Regions from separate parts of the Rattus norvegicus genome. Here region 1 is linked to region 2. The links are chromatin contacts, called in public Hi-C maps. All regions are on one chromosome and are shown on one strand. Each heading gives the region's core, a stretch centred on a gene start, on an enhancer-like site or on the middle of the called end of the contact. The rest is flanking DNA. Distances are from core to core; before and after follow the strand shown. Region 1 has its middle 71 kb from the start of Dpysl2. Region 2 holds the start of Trim35 (tripartite motif-containing 35).

Evidence for each region. A called contact is a pair of places that touch in the nucleus more often than the background predicts.
Region 1: a Hi-C map of frontal cortex shows a contact between it and region 2, with 2.5 times the contacts expected there. The contact joins the enhancer-like site here to the promoter of Trim35 in region 2. A contact is called at or near these places in 2 of 12 Hi-C or Micro-C datasets (Schwann cells and frontal cortex).

Annotation. Positions count from the first base shown.
Region 1 is chr15:45,174,197-45,180,784 of GRCr8, reverse strand. No RefSeq gene overlaps it. Among named protein-coding and RNA genes, the nearest start is that of Dpysl2, 71 kb to the left of the region's middle. Within about 2 kb of position 1,309, at least 34 of the 93 cell types and tissues checked have an H3K27ac peak or open chromatin away from gene starts, as enhancers often do.
Region 2 is chr15:44,667,313-44,673,793 of GRCr8, reverse strand. Trim35 (tripartite motif-containing 35) reads right to left here and starts at 4,515. Exons shown (of 6, transcript NM_001025142.2): 1 at 4,032-4,515. The coding sequence starts at 4,508. Mir6320 (microRNA 6320) reads left to right here and starts at 5,062; the gene lies at 5,062-5,182.

The sequences.
Region 1 (6,588 bases), core at 60-2,559, 510 kb before region 2:
AAATTTGAGCCTGGGGTTCGAGTGGGACCACATGGGGCAAGGTTGGGTTTCAGTGGAGATGATGGGCTTGCTTCTCACATGTTTACCCTGGGAAATCGTCTGACTATGTGGGTGCAGGGGAGAAAAGAGATTGTCGAGAGTGTCCTGACACTTCCGTGGAGGTTCTGTCAAAACCGGTACCCTCAGCTCAGGGCGAAGGATGCTGGTGGGGGTGAGAGTCATGCTGGGTTTCTGGGTATCAGTTTGCAGATCCTTCCTTTGGGTGGTATTGGTTTGAATGAAGAAGGTGTGTGGTTTGGGCACCCTGTGTCTATCATATGTTAGGACTGGTTTAACCCCAACTTCACAACATCTGATCATTATCACACTATTTATTATTGTCTAAACTTTATATGAGGCAACATGCAGAATTACATAGGCCTAGCCTGGTGGTTCACTGGGGCAAATGCCAAACACTCAGGAGGCTGAGGCAAAACTGGGTGACATAATAAGATCATCCCTTTAGAAAAAAAAAACAGTGAAAAGAAAAAGATGATGTCATCATTAGAGCAAGAAAGTGCAAGAAGCCCCAGTGGCTTAGGCCAAGAGATACCTGCTTGGATCCTTTACACCCCTCAGCATGATCTACTATGGCCAGTTACAACATTGACCCTGGGTAAGGGTGAAATAAAAGAGACTGGATTCAGAAGGAAAGGCCTGGGCTCCTCTGGGAACCATAATGCAGAGTGTAGGACTGGCTTTGTGATCAAGAAAGTCAAATGTATGTGGGAAAGGGGAGCACGAACTCTTCCTCAGCCATGAGGAACCTGTGGGAGAACAACAAAGATCTCGGGTCCATCCCATCATCCCCTAGACTCCATCCATACCAAGAAGGGCCGGTGCACCCTGTAGCTTACAAGTCTACAGTCCCCTCAACCTTTTGGAGGTCGGTTTTTGCAGGATAGACTCCAGAGAGGCCCATGCAGGCACTGGGAGTTGGATCTACTTGAGCAGGGACTTAAAGTGATCCAGGTACCCTAGTTTGAAGTCCATGCTCTGACTGGTAGTGTCTGATCCACTATCTCCTATTAACGCCTCTTGAATGGCACAAGGTGAGCTGGAGGAGGCTGAGTCTGAAGGTGGACCAGGTAGCTGGTGGGATGGTTAAGTCCAGCCAGCTATGTTACTATTGGTATATTTTAGCCTAGACACATGCATGAAAGCCCAAGGAAGCCAGAAGGGCAAAGTTAGGAATGTCTGGGGCATGCCTTGCTTGGAAGACATGCTTAAGTCTCACACTGCCCTGAGCAGAAGGCTCCATCCTCAGGCAAGGTTCTGTAGCATGCATTCTGTTAGAAGAGCAAGGCTGCCTCTTCTCCCTTCGGCTGTGATGAGATCCCCTCTATGACGCTACTGAGCAGGAGTTGTTTAGGAAACATAGCTCTTCGTATGGGATCTGGCAATGATTTCCTGGCTCACTCCTTTGCTTTCCTTGCCCTTTGGGGAAGCACAAGTCAGGAGAGAAGTATGGATGCAGCAGAGAGGTGCAAAGGGACACCAGGAAAGCCCAGCAACAGTGTCCCCAATGCCTCTCCTAAAAACTAAGCATCAAGAAATGATTGGTAGTCATACAAGGTCTTTGGTAGATTGCAGAGACTGTTGGAGATGGTATCCATTGTTTCCAGACAATCTGTTGGTTAAAGTCACAAGGCTGACAGCTAACATTCTCTATGACACACCAGAGAGTGCTGTCACTGTGCTGTGTAAGAGCTTTGTGCCCATTAACTGACCTAATCTTTGTAAAAAATCATGAAGAAGGTGCCATTGTGCTGGCAAATAGATGAGGAGGTACAGCTCAGAGTCAAGTCAGTGTGTGCGTGTGTGTGTGTGTGTGTGTGTGTGTGTGTGTGTATATATATTCATGTAATATAAGATGGTTATTACTAATAATATATTTATACAATATATTATATTGTATAATAATTATTAATATTATAATGTATAATATATTTATAATTTAATATTGCAAAAATGCCCAAGAAGGCCAGAAGAAGGTATCAGATCCCTTGGAACTAAAGTTACAGTTGATTGTGAGTCACCATGCAGGAGGTGCTGGGAGCCATACCTGGGTCCTCTGTAAGAACAACAAGTTCTCTTAACCACTTAACCACTGAGCCATCTCTCCACTCTTCAAATACATTTGCTTTTTGGAAGCACTGTTTCCCTAGGTATCTCAGCCTAGCCTTGAACCCATGATTCTTCTTCCTCAGTTTCCTAGATGCTGAAATTACAGGCACATGGCATTCCATCGAATCCAGAACCTGTACAGAAAAGAAAATTGGAAAATGCAGACTGGATTTTCTAGATGTAAAGCCTCAGAAGTGACTCATTGAGAGAGAGAGAGAGAGAGAGAGAGAGAGAGAGAGAGAGAGAGAGAGAGAGAGAGAGAGAGAAGAGAGAACGCAATATAAAGTGATAAAGTGGTCAATGGAACAGATCCATAATAATACGGAAAACACACCCCTCTGGCTACCCTTCCGAGAAGCACTCAAGGAGGGAAAGGCTGCATCATAATGCACAGAGCGAGCAACAGGTGTATCTCCAATCGCCATTAACCAGGATCTCTTCTGAGAATGTTCCTGCTTGGAAGGGTTGGGGTGAGAGGGTGGAGAGCATCCTGCGTGTCATCCAGTGTGAGGAAAACATGGGCCAGCATAGAGTGTGTAGGATGACCATACCGTACACATTCACACATATGTAGATGCTAGTTAAGAGACCAGACAGTGTGTGCTACACACAAAAGTCCAGGGAAAGGGCGGTCTAGGAGATGATGAGAATTGTCAGTAAAGTAGTGTTTTGAAGATGTCCAGTTTCATAAAGACGCTTTGGGAAAAAGTGTGTTGGGATGGTAGGAAAGGACCGATGTATGTATATACACAAGTTACACGTAATTAATTCTTACCAGAACCTTGGGCTGTAAGTAAAATAATGTCTGTGAGAATTCTTCGCAAAAACAATCTTTTGAAAAGGGCAAAGTGACCTAGATACTAAATGCATTGTTAGTGGATTAAGCCTTGGTACCAGGATAAGGCTGGTGCCATGGGGTGACAGATGAGGGGAGCTATGAGCACTGGGAAAGGGCTGGGGTCAGAGGGTGTCAGACAAATGGAGCTCTGAGAACCAGGAGGGGGTTGGAACCCCCTGAGTGACAGACAAGGAAAGCCCTGAGCACTGGGAGAGAGCCAGTGCCTACAGGAGGTAAAAGATGATGAGGGCCCAGAGCTCCAGGGTTTTCCTGAAGCTGGAGGAAGCCCAGCTTTAGCTCAAGGCTACACTCAGTTTGAGGGCTCATGAGAGGAACACTGTAAGGGCTGAGGAAGAGCAAGCGCCAGGGTTTATAAAGTCTTGTGAGTAAATAATGCATGACAGACTCATGTGATGAGCTTTGACTGTTAAGCCTCATTGCTGTTACCGACACAGAACCTAGCTTTGTCCGAACGAACCCATCATTCCACACAAGACCTTCAGCCATCTCGGCACGTTCAATAGGAAGAGATGGAGGGCAGAGAAGACAGCTATGGAGTCCACCAGCCATGACCTTGCCTATGGCCAATTGGGACTTAGTTCATTGCTATGTGATCAAATGCTAAATTCTGTATCCCAAGATCTGGTGGCCCAAAGATGGGCAGATTCTCAAGTATAAAGCAACTATCCCCAATTGGTTAATAAAAGTAGCTGGGCAGAGGGGACAAAGGTTCCCCAGGCTTGCGGTCTCATGTAGGGACCACAGGGGAGAGAAGAGGGAGGAAGAAGGAAATCACCACGGGGTAATGTGGACCGTGAGCATCTGGCTATGAAGGCTGGTCTTACGAAGCAGGGGCAGCACAAATAGGAGAGATGCCAGTATCTATGGGCATTCTGTCAGGGAAGCAGACAAGATAGCTTAGAGGGTTAATATCTGTCCATCTGTAAGGCTTTAAGGCTTGTTATAAATCTGAAAGGTCTCTGTGTCTTTTGGAAAATAGTTGGTTAAAGAATAACTGCTACCATAATGATTTCCTGTATTAATTAATATAAACAGAATATTACTGATCATGTTACAAGGGACTGCGAATTTTGGGTTTATCTTCTTTGTCCTAGGTTCTAATACACACACACACACACACACACACACACACACACACACACACACACACACACAATTGATCATGCTCTGGACACACTTAAAATCTTTGTTTCCCTTTACACTTCTCACAAAAGGGAAAAGGGGAAAAGGTCCATTTGAATGATAGTGTTTCATTTCTGGTAAGGCTGGCCAGTAATCACACTCCCTACTAGCAAGAGTGTTTAAGCTCACATCTAGTACCAAGCTGGAAGAGGTGTGTGTGTGTGTGTGTGTGTGTGTGTGTGTGTGTGCGCGTGTGTGTGTACATGTGTGTGTACATGTGTGTACATGTGCGTGTGTGTGTGTGTGTGTGTGTGTGTGTGTGTGTGTGTACTAGGTCTTACCTTCAGTGAGCTATGGACCTTCTAACAGGTCATGTGATGGTTAATCCTCGTTGTCAACTTGACAGGATTTGGAATCATCTAGAAGACAGACCCCGGGGGCTCTCTGTGCAGGCATTTATTTTCCTGGAGATCTATCTGAAGTGGGAGTCCCCAAGCTCAACTGTGAGTGAAATGGTCCTGTGAACTGGGAGCTCAGACTGGAGGGAAAGGTGGAAGGCGACTGGCGCCAGGGTTCATTGCTCTCTGCTTCCTGGAGCAAGCACCATATGACCAGCTGCTTCCTGCTCTCTCGTCATGCCCTCCCTCCCTGTCACCACAAACTGTACCCTCAAACCATAAGCCCCAATAAACCTGTTTTCTCCCGTAAGTTGAATTTTTTCAGGTGTTCTATTACAGAACAGTTACTAAAGAAGGCCCCTCCCAGTACCACCACCTTTATACAATGACTGCTGGGGGCAGTCACCACGCCATTCAAGCCATGGATGGCATCATGGTTACATAGAATGATCTCCCTGCTACTAAATCCAAGGGCTGTTTCCATCTGTCTCTTGACTGACTTCCCTCTGTGCTGGATTGTTGTGGTGGCCTTGCCTTATTTTCTTATGATGTGTTCTCTGCTATTCGACATTTCTTGGTGGCCGCCTTCTCCAGATTTTGGTATTTAGAACCAAAGCTGGAGGATCTGTCATGTGGGCCTTTTATGTCACTGCACTTCACCCTGTGTGCCTAGGCAAGCTGCTGCACATTCAGTTCTTATGTGCTACATATTCTCAAGAAGCCATGATCTGAAAACAAAACAAAACCCAAAACCAAAAACAAAACAAAATCCTTGAAGACAAGGCCAAAGTTGTGTATCTGACGTTTCCTTAAACTTCACTTCACAGTTTATGATCACCACAAATGCAATTATTCTCCATTTCACCCATCTGTCTCAGTGTTCAGTGTTTCATAACCCAGAACCCACAGGGCCTTTAGTTATTTCAGGCCGAGAATCAAGTGGTCAACACTCCCAGCTGCCCTTCACCCACTGAGTAAACATCTGCCCTGCCCGTTAGTTCTGCTGTATCAGCAGCTCTCACCTTGCCAGCAGCTCTTCATCCCACGGTTACTCTCTTCTCCCCTTTGCTTTTGTCCTAAGTACCGTCATCACCTTGACCTGCCCACAATGCAGCCCCTCTTCCAGGGAGGCTCCGCTTCCTAATGGTTCTCTGCTTCCTGGCTGGGAACATACGTCTCCCACTCCTGTTGCCATGCCTCTGCCACCATGATGGACTGTAACCTCCACCTGGGAACAATATAACCTTCCATTGTATGTCACTTACTGAATGTTATTGTCCAGCAATGGGAATAATTGCTAAAATAAGGAGATATCCCCCGCCACCACCTTTTGACTTTAACCCAAACAGTACCTCTAATACTAACCAGAATGCTGTCCAGACCTTAAAAAGCAAACAACAAAAAACAAGTCAAAACCAAACCAAACCAACCAACCAACCACCACCTCTACCACCAAACCTTACTGTGGCAATTGGTTACAAGGTTTCACTTAAACATTCCTCCACAGAACCACAGTAGCCAGCTTGTCTGGGAAAACCAGTCAAAACAGAAATTAAGTTCTGTGAAAGGAATAAGAAAAAGACACAAAACCAACTGGACAAGAGGGGACTCACTCAGTTTGCTGTCTCTAGTCCCCAAGCCTACATGTCGCTGATTCCTTCTGCAAGATGTTTATCTTGAGTAAAATGACGTTTACCTCAATTGAGTTCAGAACATTTTTGAGGCAGCTCTTGTTATTAGATGACGAATATAAGGAAGGTGATAGTCTCCAGGAGCTCAGTAAAAAGTGGACATAGGTTTGACATCAACATTTCACAATGGTTTCATATAACCCTGAGATTCATCATAGCCCGTTTTTCTCACTGCACGACTACTGTAGTCTCTCCCTCCCAGAATCCAGTGAGTGCCCTTAGGGTTGCTTCAGCAGCCTGGGCTGGCTACACCACTGGAGAAAACATCTCTGGTTGGCAAGATGGCTCAGTAGTTACAGGCACCTGTACAAACCTGGCATCTGAGTTTCATCACCTGAAGCCACAGAAAGAC
Region 2 (6,481 bases), core at 3,266-5,765:
CTTAACTGCCAAGCATCTCTCCAGCCCTTCAGTGCTTTTAAACTCTTAATTGTTGCCGCTAAGCTGGGAAGACACACTTTTGAGTTTTAAGTTGGTTCTGCCTACCTTTTGTATTCAAGGCCTATTAACTTCTCTCCACTTTTATCCTTTCCTCTCTATACTCCATAAATGAGTTAGAGACTTCTTCAGAAACAAATCCAATGCTAATTATAATGGTGACCTCTGTCCACTGAGTACTCACTCTGCCCCAGAGTCTGCACTCATCCGCACACCATGGGTTGTTCATCACATTATCTCTCACCAGTGCACACTCGAGAGTCCACTCCAGAGAAGGGAATCTGAAGTGCATAGGGGAAGGACCCTGCTCTCTCCAAGAGTGTGGTGAACCTCCATTTGGATGGCTAGCCAGGTTGCTGCTTGGAAATAAACAGAAAATTGACCTAATAGTTCTTTGCCAAGGATAAAGATTTAATTTCACCAATGCAAACAACCTCAAACTAATGTCCCAGCTAGAATTACACTGATTTTAGTTTTACTGAGATGCAGTATATCAACTTCTTGGTCACTGCTTGTACGAGGAACTTTGTCCATGCACTCATAAGCAATAACACATCTAAGCCATCCTGCTGGGATACTTTTCCCTTTGAGAAGAAACGTGGGGTTGGGGAGGTGAGTCAGCCGGTAAAGTGTGTGTTATCCAAGTAAGAGAAGCTCAGGTCTGGTCCTGAGCACCCACACACCTGTAAGCTCTCTCAGCTCTGCATCCCTGGAATTCAATGGCCAAACCTAGCTCAAATAGAACTTCAAATCTAGTGTGAGGCCCAGTGTTGAAATGGGGGGAGAGAGAGAGAGAGGGAGAGAGAGAGAGAGGGAGAGAGAGACAGACAGACAGACAGACAGACAGACAGACAGACAGACACAGACAGACAGAGAGGAAAGAAGGACAGGCTGCCACTACCTCTGCCCACCTCCAGCCTATGCAGACATACACAAACCACGCCCTCATAAACACACACACACACACACACACACACACACACACACACACACACACACACACACACACACACAATGTGTATCTATCCAAACCTGTGAACACTGTACTTGAGAGACTTCCTAAAGTCCCTCTGAGCATTTAGGGTCTTTCTTGAGCTCTGGATTGATCCACTATGACATGTTCCAAAATCTTGTCAGCCCTCCTTCCATCAGGTCCCACTGTGTTAGGACAAAGTCCCAGCTCATTAACATCCCCCTCAGTGCCCTATGAGTGGGTCTGCCCTGCAGTAGTGATAGAAAAGCCAACACGCACCACCTTTATTACTTTTGCAGGCCGCAAACCACAAACCCAACAGGATGACTAAAGAAAGGAATTCTTCATTTTGCTGTTTTGAAAGTATCAGCTGGGTCCCTCACTGGGGTGGGATTAGAGGTGGTGGAACAGAGGTGGGCAAGAAGCAGAGAAAGGAGCTTACACAGTCTCCAAGAACGGTTACCACAAACCACCTTCCTCAAGTCAGGCCCTACCTCCTAACTTACCACCTCCTAAGGAGGCCACCACGTGATGAACCTGTGAAAGGGTTTACTGACAGGAAGACTGCAGACACTGGAGAAGTTGTACTGTGCTGCCACCAAGATTAGCCGTCATACAGCTCCAGGATTTCTGTGGGCATTAAAGTCTGTTAATGCTTCAGGGCATCTAACACAGAGTAAGCAAGTCCTCAAAGATTATTGTTACTGGATTATCAACATGGAGGCCAAAGGGATCTTTCTAAGCACCCACCTCTGGGATTCCTGAGGGTACCCAGCAGGGACAATCTCACCATTCTTACCTGGTAGTGGGTCGTCCTATGCTGCCTGCTTTCTCAACAATCCACATCCATCATTTTATCTAATGACTGCCTCACCAACTCCTCTGAAATGTCAACTTCTGTAAACAGTGTTGTTTGGTTTCTGTTGCCACGACAACCAAAAGCAACTCTGGGAAGAAAGGGTCTATTACAGCTCATAGTTCCTAGTCATACACCACCACTGAGGGGTGTCAGGGCAGGAAATCAAGCAAGAACTAATGCAGAAACTATGAAAATAATGGACAAATGCTGTCCATCAGACAGCTCCTCTGATTGGTGTGGGAGGGCCCAGTACACACACTGCTCTTACACTATCCAGGACCAATGAACTGGGCCCTCCCACATCAATCATCAATCTAGACAAATCTCTCTGATTGGCTGATCTATTCTGGGCAACCCCCTCTACTGAAACTCCCTCAGATAACCGAGATAAAATTAACTAGAACAGAGGGTCTGACTGCCTTATGTATGGTTTTAAGCAGCCAGAATACCTAGGACAGAGTGTAAGAATCAAAGGGGTCCTCAGTATGTTTATTTCACAAATAAATAAATGAATAGGGCACAGTGCCTCTGGCTGAGCACACAGTGTGAGAACTCCTGGGATCTTTCAGATTGGCCCACCCCCTGCTCTTTAAGACTCACTCACACGGACCACCCACTGGCCTCACACCACCATTCTAAAATGAAGAATGAGACTTTGGCTTCCTGGCTTCACCTGGTGTCCAAAGCTTTCTCTCTTCTAGAACCTTCTATATGCTGCTGCATCTTCTTGCAACCCCCCCCCACCCCCAGCCTCCTTCACCTGGTTAATGTCTCTAGGTTCTTGAGACTTTTGCTAGAAGCTCCCAGAGAGTGGCAATTATTAACATTGCCTTACTTCTAGTGTTCCTGAGGCCTTCCAATACAAGGAACCCAGCAAGAATAGAAAGAAGGCAGTCAGTCTCCAGGCCCGTGCTCTCTCGGGCCTTCAGCTGATGCTTTAACCCGTTCTGAGGACATACCACCCATGCCAATCTGTACCTTTGCTAGCCCCAGGGGATTCGAACCAGGACCCAAGCCCATGGCTGTCTCCTGCAGCTATGCCAAATAGAGATCTAGCACATCAGCCAGTGAATGAGGGAACAGGAGGCACTGTGGACCGCTGCTGAGCCAATAGGACGGATGACTGTCAGAACATGTGTGTACATGGTAGCCATCTGCTCCGCCTCCACTCTATATGGAGCTGCCATCAACTCTGCTGAGATTCCAAAAAGGCATTTCACAAAGTGGAGAAAGGGCGTCTGAAGATGTGCACCCCGGGCTCTTGCAGGATCTCCTCTTCACCATGTCAGGCTTCCTAGCAGCTGACCCTGGGCCCTCCCAACTGTGGTTCTGACCCATGAATTAGCAGCTAATGAAACAAATTTAGCTGTTCCAGTACATTCCTGACTTTAAAAGAGCTTTTCTCTTCTAAAACAAGACATTGCCAGAGTAAAATGGACATTTCAGAAACCCTTAAAAAAAAATTAAGTCGATATGCCAGGATGGGTGTTATGTAAAGCAATGGAGCATGCATTTCTAAGCGATTAGGCCGAATAGTTATCGAAAATGTCTGACCTCGTGTACTAAAACAATTTTTTTTCTGTTTTAGAACAAAGACCTTTTCACTGGGTCTGGTGCCACAGGCCTGTTAATCTCAGCCACTCACAAGGCTGAGGTAAGCAAAGAAAAGTTCAAGGCCTGCCTGGCTAATTTAGGAGCTTGGCTCAAAATCAAAACTAGGCTTGGGGTGCAGCTGCGAGGTAAAGTACTCGCCTAGCTAGATTTCCTGCAGAACCGACACCCACCCTTCCCCGCCATGCTAGTTCTGTCGTGTCAGCTGCTTTTGGTTTAATTATAGCCACTGGAACTCCAGATATTTGGATACTAAAAAAGTAATCGGAGTAAAGCAGCAGGCCAGCGCCAAAGGCCTTTCTTATGGCTCTGTAACCCGTGGGGGCACTGCTGGGCTGGGGAAATCTCAAGGCTTTAGGTTCTGGCCTTTTCCATTTCTAAACTGACCGCGCCAAGCCCGAATGTCTGAAAACCGTACCACTCCAGCATTGTTCAGACGGGCCTGGATAGGGGGCAAGATGGTTGCTAGGCCCGGGTGAAGGGAGGGGTAGCGGGGGGGGGGTCTCTAGGGCGGGCTGGCGCGGTGCTCACCCGGAAGTCCTGCGCAGTGTCCTTGATGGGTTGCACACGATGCTCCTGGTGCCGGGCGTCGGCTTGACAGGCACAGCACAACAGCTCCTTGTCCTCCACGCAGAAGAGCGTGAGCGGGGCACGGTGCGCGCGGCAGGGGCGCGGGGACCGGCGACCGGTCCAGCGCGCGCCCTCGGCCTCCTCGCGCAGCAAGGTCTCCACCAGGTTGTTGAGCGTGTGGTTGGTGCGCAGCTCCCCGGGCACCGCTCGTTCCTTGCACACCGGGCACGAGGGCGTCGTCTGCACCTCCCAGCAGCCGCTCACGCACCGGCGGCAGAAGTTGTGGCCACAGCGCAGAGTCACTGCGTCGCGGAACGGGTCGTAGCACACGGCACACAGCAGCTCCTCTTTGAAGGAGCGCGAAGGCCCGGGGGACACAGAGGGGCCTGGCTCCATCGCAGGAGCAGCAGCCGTCACCACCGATGCAGCCGCCTTCATGCCTAGCCTGAGGGCGTTGTCCCCGCAGAAGAGCGGGGAGCTAAGGTGCCTCCAGCCAATCACGAATGTTTTTTGAGGGCTCGGACCCGCCCACTTCCGGTCTGCGCGGGGTCTCCCGGAGGAGGTGTGGTTCCTGGTCTCCACCAGCTCCGAAGCAATCCATTTAGATCCAGCGCGGAAGGATCTGTCGTCCCACCGAAGTGTGGGATTTCCGTTGTGAAATAGGAAGTGAAGCCAAGGGCCGCCATCCTTAAGCAATTCCCGAAATCTCAGACTCCTAGTATAGATGATTAGGGACGTTCATGTTTTAACTCCTTAGCTCCCTAGGTGGGATCCGAACCTGAGTCCAAAGCAGTAGCTGGGTCATGCAGCACTGGGAATGTTTTCTCAAAACCCTCACATAGGTTGTCCTCTGACTTTGGTCGAGTTTACTGCTGCCTCGAGGTAGCAGGAAGACCTGAGGAGATGCGATTCTGGGCTTGTGGTTGGATAAATGAGTTCCTGTGTAAAATGGTAGTAAAATGGGGCGTGAGAGTGAAATAAATATGGAAGCATGCCCGTGGCATCAGGCCCAAGTGCTGAGATTACAAGGCAGTTAAAGCCAGGATGAGAAAGTCGTGCTGAACATGCTTGTAATCTCAGCACTTGGGAGGCTAAGGCAGGAGGATCAAGAGTTCGAGACCAGCCTGGGTTACACAGGGACACTTTTAAAAAAAAATCCAGGCTGGATACTTGCCAAGAAAGGCAAGCTGAATGTTTCCAGCTGCCCATTACAATTTGATATTTGTAGCTTTCCGCTGTTGTCTTCTCCCAAGCATACACACTAAGCAAGGAGCTGCAGATTCCAAAACTCCTTGGTATCATAGGAAGCATATAATTTTTTTTTAAAATATTGCACGAGATAAACAATTACTAGGTGCTAAATCAGAAGGTAGTGTTTGGGTCTGTTTTCTATTCCTCTTGCTAGAACAGCAGACAAGATGGTTTATAAAGAATAGATTCCAGAGCAGGGACGTTTGAGAGCCGGGTGTGCCAGCCTTCCTGCTGCATCATGATGAGACAGAGAATACCACATGGCCAGACAGGCAAGTGTACCAGCTCAGATCTCACTTCCTCTTAGAAAGCCACTGATGATGTTATGAGAGCTCATGCTAATTTTGTCAACTTTCCACAAGCTGAAGTCATTTGGAGAGAGAGAACCTGAAGGGAGAAAATATCTTATGGAGGAAACCATCCATAAGATGGTTCTGTGGAGAACCCGTGGGAGGCTTGATTGATGTGGGTAGGCCTAGTCCACCATGATCTGTGTCCCTATCCCAACCCCCAGGGCAGGTGGTTCTAGAGTGTATGAAGAAGCAATCTAAGCAAGCCATGAGGAGCAAACCAGAAAGCAGCACCCCTCCATGGAGTCTTCTTCAGTTCCTGCTTTGAGGTTCCCTGCCTTGGTGTCCCTCAACAGACCGTGATCCAGGACATGTAAGCCAAATAAATCCTTTCCTCACTAGAGTGCTTTTGGCCATGGTTTCTATCACAGGAATAGAAAGTAAACAGAGATGGGGCTCCACCCTCATCGCCTCATTTGAAGAACCTCCTAAAAGCCTTATTGCTGAAATCCCGGCAAAAAGGAATGCCTGCCTACCTCCCTTCTAGCCTCCCCTCCTCTTTCTCTCCCCCTTCTGTTTAGAGCAGTAATCAAGAAATAAAAGCAAGGATTGTTCTATTACATGAAAAGGCAAGGCCTTGCTATGTGCTGTCTACAAGGAATCCACTTTACACACAAGGGTTTAAGTAGCTAAGGTAAACAAAGAGAAAAAGCTAATGCTAATAATTAGTATGTTTCTGTCGACATCAGGCGACAGGAAGTATTCCAGGCAGAAGAAGGTCAGTTCAGCAGGAGAGCTGCTGATAGCATCTTTAAACACAGGCAGCCAGAGCTGCAGAGTCAGCACAGATTATTCATTGGTTGTCAGGGA